Regions from separate parts of the Zea mays genome. Here region 2 is linked to region 1. The links are chromatin contacts, called in public Hi-C maps. All regions are on one chromosome and are shown on one strand. Each heading gives the region's core, a stretch centred on a gene start, on an enhancer-like site or on the middle of the called end of the contact. The rest is flanking DNA. Distances are from core to core; before and after follow the strand shown.

Region 1 (2,740 bases), core at 165-2,664:
ATCAAGCCGCGCCAGCTGATTCCCAAGGCTGTTTGGTGGCGTGACTGCTGATCCCTGTGACAGCGAAGCAACGACTTTGTTTTACATTCACATTTCACAACAACATCCTTCTTTGGGTGTAGTTAAATCAGCAGCACAACTGTGCGAAACAAGTTCTTTGGGTAGTACTATCGATCTGACTGACAGTCGGGATTTTGTCACGTTGCCAGTGAATAATCCGCGTGGTGATGGTGTCATTAATACTTGGCGAAATGCTACGGCATGTATCAATTCTACAACCACAATTGCCTGGATCCAGAAAAGAAACCACCCGCAAATTATTAACTGGCAGCGCGTGGAGTGAGAGAAACAGCAGCGCTATGTGGTCTGGTCAACGCACTAGTGGGCTCCAGACGTCAGTCACAGGGAGGCGACTCCAAACAAAACACAGTGAAGGCGACGGCGTGATGGAGCGGCCGAGAGCTGGAATCAGCCGCCGCCCACCACCCCCCATTTCATCCTCCAAAAAAAACTGTGACGTCATACAAAATTTCCCCTGACCTGTTATTATTATTATTAATTAGTAATTAAAGTACTATCTCAGCTAATCAGCTGTGCACACCAACCCATCTGACAAGAAATTTGAGCTGCACGATCCGGAAGCTGAGTTGTTAATGTATATTTCCCACGGATCGCCTCGGGTCGTGTACACTGTACACCGACCCTCGCTCGGTGCCAAAAGGCAAATACGATATAGTACATAATAAACTAACTAAACAAGATTAGTTTAAGGGGTAATCAGGCCGTAAACGGACGCCATTGGAGGTACCCTTGACCTCGATGCTACGACCTTCAACGCTCTTGCTGACACGTGGGCATCATGAGCGCTCAGGGCGAGCATCAACCTCCTCTTCTTCTTTTTTACCCGCTGCTGCTACTAGCGACTGACAGAGATTTTTGGCGGAGAGGGTGTAAACGAAGGCCAGGGAGCCATTCAATTTCCACACGCAATCTCTTGGTGCACGATCTTTTATTTTTTTCTTCTCTTGTTTCTGGATAGATGATCTGAACTGCATATCGAGATGGAGACTGTGGGAAAGGCTAGGAAGAGGTCCCTTGCGTACGACTGCAACTTCCAAACAGGCTTGTGCGTGCCCGGGGGGGGGGGGGGGGGGGGGGGGATTACTGTACTGACGCAGGGAACAACAAAATGACAGCAAGACGAACAAACAAAGAAGGGTTTCTTTCCTTACCTATGTAGCCAGGGAATGCTTTGCTAGCTGACGAAGAGGACGACGCCGCCGAGGTGGTGCAGGGTTCAGCAGCAGCAGCAGGCGACCGTCCGCCCTGGCTGGCCGGCGACCTTGTTGGTCGTCCGCCGAGGCGAGGCTGTGACGAAAGGAGGCAGAGCAGAGCAGGGGGACGCTAGTTAGCTGTGACACGAAGCCCTCCTGCCGCCGAGGGAGGAGTCGGCCTTAAATAGAGGAGCACGCACGCAAAGAGACGACGAGCGGAAGATAGAGAGAGAGAGAGAGTGGCGAGCGCAGCGCAGGGGCGTCCCGTGGAAAGAGAGAGACAGAGAAGGGGGGGGGGGGGGGGGGGAACAACCGTAGAAAACGTGAATAATGCAGCGGCGCGGTGTATGTGTATTATTGGACGCGGTGGCGGTATGCAGAAAAAAAGGAGCGAGTTGCAGGCAGGCCTGCTGCAGCCATCAGGGGAGCGGCTTCCTACTAGTCTTCCGCCGCACCCGTCGTAGACTTTACCAGCTGTTTAGATTTCGTCGTCTAATGTTCTAATTCTAAACTACAAAATAAATCTAAAATTAATTTTAAACTTTAGCTCACCTTAATATCAGCGCAGCCGCTGCGGTGCTTTGTACTGGATGTGCTCTGATCGAGTTTTGAGGGCCGGGCCAGTAAAATCTAAGGCCCTGTACAAAATTCCGGAATATCAATCTATAAACTAGAACTACACTAATATAGGCTATGATAATATGATAAAAATATTATATTAAGAATTGTGTCTAGCTGTCTATTCAATTTTATATTGTATAATTTTACTTGGATAGTATTATTCCTTAAAATGAAATCTTGAACGACATTTACGTTTAAATGGAGATGTAGTCGTGATCAAAGACAAAGATACCACACAAACAACTGATTTAACTCATGAGAAGAAGATTTGCTTAAAGATTAGTTGATTTATTTTCCTTACTGAGCTAATTACTGAACTGTGTACTGATTAAACTATTGGTGACTATTATTTTAGGGGCCTTGAAGGATTGGGGCCCTGTTCGTGAGCACGGGCCGCACATGCCTCCGCGCGGGCCTATTCCGTGTCATAAAGAACTCAGAAGGGGAGTAGCATAGCATCTGGTTCACCATGGGACAAAACACATATCACATATGGCCCTTGTTGCCCTCCGGCGGCAGACAACTAATTGCCTGATTTGCCATTTTCTATATTTGCATTGTCCCAGCTAGTCCCAGTCCACCCAAAAGGATACCGTACACTTCATCTGTATCAGGTTGTGGTGATAAATAGATAACGACAAAATCCAGCACTAGGATATTCAAGGGTTCCTTTCCATGGGAATTTCTTTTTTTTTAATATCCTTGGGGATCTTTTTTTTTTGAAGTCATGTTTTAAAAATGACCCCACCTATGTTTTATGTTTGTTTCTAGTCCTTTTGTACAAAATCATACCGCCACACCATATGTGCATTGCCACAATAATGTGTTTCACCGCGAAGAGCGTT
Region 2 (2,700 bases), core at 137-2,636, 520 kb after region 1:
TCCCCTTCACGATTTTCCCGGCCTTGGACCACACCTTCTTGCAGAGCTTCTCGGCGTCGAACTTCCCACGCACCACCACCACCTTCTTCTCCTTCTTGTCATCGAACTCCACTTTCTCGATGCAGAACTCCTCTGCATCAATTTTTGAAAAAGAAAAAGATAATTACTGTTGCAAGAATATATTAGAATTCAGCCTCTTATAAGCTAGCAGTTGCAGTCTTACCCATCCCAATACCCATATTTAAACTCCTACGAGTAGTCTACAGTACAAAACATCCAGTCTAACTATGAACTGCTGAACATAGTCTAACTATGATTATTTAATTAATCACAGGAAGCCTAGATGATGTTGGTTAAAATGTTTTCCGATTCAGGCCGATGACGGGGTGTTTGTTTCGGCTTAAAATTGGATTCTGGCCATCGGGGAATCGGCTTCTGGCAACTAAACTCCCAAACTCTATGAGAATCGTTTTGGTAAAAATCGTCCGAATCAATATGAACACATAGTCCGTTGAGTCGTTGTGGTAGGAGCAATTTGTCATTTCTAGACCCTAAACGACTCCTTCGTGCCGCATTCATCTTCTTCCGCATGTGATTAAAAATAAGCTGAACCAGACAAGCTCGTCGACGTGGTTTCAGAAGAATCTTGCAAACCTGGTCAGTATTGTTCATACTTTCCTCTGCAAAAATTGGGAACCCCGAATGTTTTGTCTTTCTTTAATTTTTCCCTTTTTGCGAAGACACGTTGCGCTACAGCTTCGACAATATCAGTTTCTTCGAACATGGACTGTTCGTGCTTGGGGTGGGGGGTAAAATACGCTTTTGGTTTTTTCGAATGAATTGCTGGATTATATGTACAATCGCATCATGGAAGTATTCCCATCTTTATGTACATGCTGATAAATATGTACCTTTGAGACAGTCCAGGACCTTGGTGATCTTGGCTCTGCAGCGACAGCAGTCTAGGTCCACCGTAATCACCAGTATACCCATCTGCAAAACGAACATGTGAAAAACGTACTACTTGCGTTGCGTGTACTGACGAACAGAAACTACAGCAGCATCAGCAGAGCTTCTGCCGCCGTCGTTCCAACGGAAAGACTATGTTTTTTTATTCAGTCACCCTTACTTTGCTCTGAGTCGTCTGTCAACCAGCTGAAGCGAAGTGTTTCTTTTCCTGGGTAACGAGCAAGAGTGATAGATTATTACACCTTCTATACATATGTATATATATCAAACTATAGTGGAGAAACTAGAACTGGATGTTTTGGTCAACATGTGCGTCGAATGCAGCAGCTAGAAGCAGTGAAAGGAAAAGCTGAAAGGATCTATGCTCACCTTTTGACGAGCGAGTTCCAGCTACGGGAGTCGCTGGTGGGCAAGAGAGGAGGAGTGCATGTGCAGCAAAGGGGAGGGTGGGCGCGCAGGTTATATAACGAAACGAAAGGAAACGAAGCGGAGCTAAGCCTCGTGTGACCCGTGTTGTTCGCAGTGGCGTAGCTAGAATTTTTCCGTGAGGTATGCCATTAGATTTTTTATAAATAATTTAATATAATATATAATAATTTGGTATATAGTTCAAAATATAATACGGTAGATTTAACATTTAAGTCTATAAATGTATATATTAGAATGCAAATATAATATATATCAGTATTTTTTATATGAATTTTGGTGGGCTGGTGGTCCGGTGGGCCGGCTTAGGATATGCCGTGGCCCACCCGGACCACCCACTGTCTACGCCTCTGGTTGTTCGGGAGACGACTTGTTGATAAGTGGTGCTCGTACAAAAAACATGAGGGTGAGCTGAGAGATATCCTGCCTGTTTGGTTGATGTGCGGAAGGTTGCAGCTGCACCCGCGGAGTCTCAAAGTGCATATTGTTTGGTTTACTTCTCTCAGCGTACTGGTTGAACGGATGCAAAAATAGATGGCGAGCCAGGCCCGCGGGAGATGCTCCCAGCGTGCGTACGCCGGCGTGCAGTCCGGTGGCATGCTGTTGCATGTAGTTGCACGCAAAACGAGAACACATTTATATTTGTTCTTGCATCATATCATTTAAATAAAAAAGTTAATCATCGAATCGATTTTATATTCGTGTTCCTGGATTTTTTTTAACAAAACTAGACCACACATGCTATATAATATTTAAAGATTTATTTATTCACTTTTCTCTAATACACGTTTTGGTGTAGATAACCAAACACAGGTTATATTTGTCCTGAATGTAATAATACAACCAAACAAACAAAAGTATATGTACATACCAAGCCTGTGTACAAGGAGCCTGACTTCTCGGATACGAGCCAGCCTACCAGTGTACAACAACCAATCAGACGGATAGTGTACTTGCCTCGGCTGGCTGCTTGGTCCTCCACGGCACGTTCGTCTAGCTACTGTCACCCTCTCCCGTCTTCTGTTTTTAACGAAAGGTTCGAGTTTCGAGTATGGAATGGTCTCTCTCCATAGTATGTGCCTGTGGTCGGGGTAAAATACAATCACGCTCCAACTCGAGCGCTTCCAGTTCCACCAATAATGGAACGCTTTTGTAATGACTAGGTCACCATGGGTCATACTGTCACGTCTGCTACTACGACTACGGCCGCCGGAGATACCAGAGGAGAAGCTGTTACAGCTGAGGAGGAATAGAAGGAAGCTGGTTCCGGATGGTGAATAGTGTTGAGAACTACGTTACCACGGA

What was found. Hi-C and Micro-C count contacts between places; a contact is called where the count stands out from the background.
Region 2: a contact with region 1 is called in a Hi-C map of leaf, with 5 times the contacts expected there. The contact joins the promoter of LOC100192493 here to the promoter of LOC100502520 in region 1. A contact is called at or near these places in 2 of 25 Hi-C or Micro-C datasets (leaf and tassel).

What each region holds. Positions count from the first base shown.
Region 1 is chr2:63,930,907-63,933,646 of Zm-B73-REFERENCE-NAM-5.0, forward strand. It overlaps LOC100502520 (potassium high-affinity transporter), which reads right to left and starts at 1,415. Exons shown (of 9, transcript NM_001357849.1): 1 at 1,233-1,415; 2 at 1-54.
Region 2 is chr2:64,455,690-64,458,389 of Zm-B73-REFERENCE-NAM-5.0, forward strand. It overlaps LOC100192493, which reads right to left and starts at 1,387. Exons shown (of 4, transcript NM_001348737.1): 1 at 1,339-1,387; 2 at 1,130-1,177; 3 at 912-993; 4 at 1-132. The coding sequence starts at 993.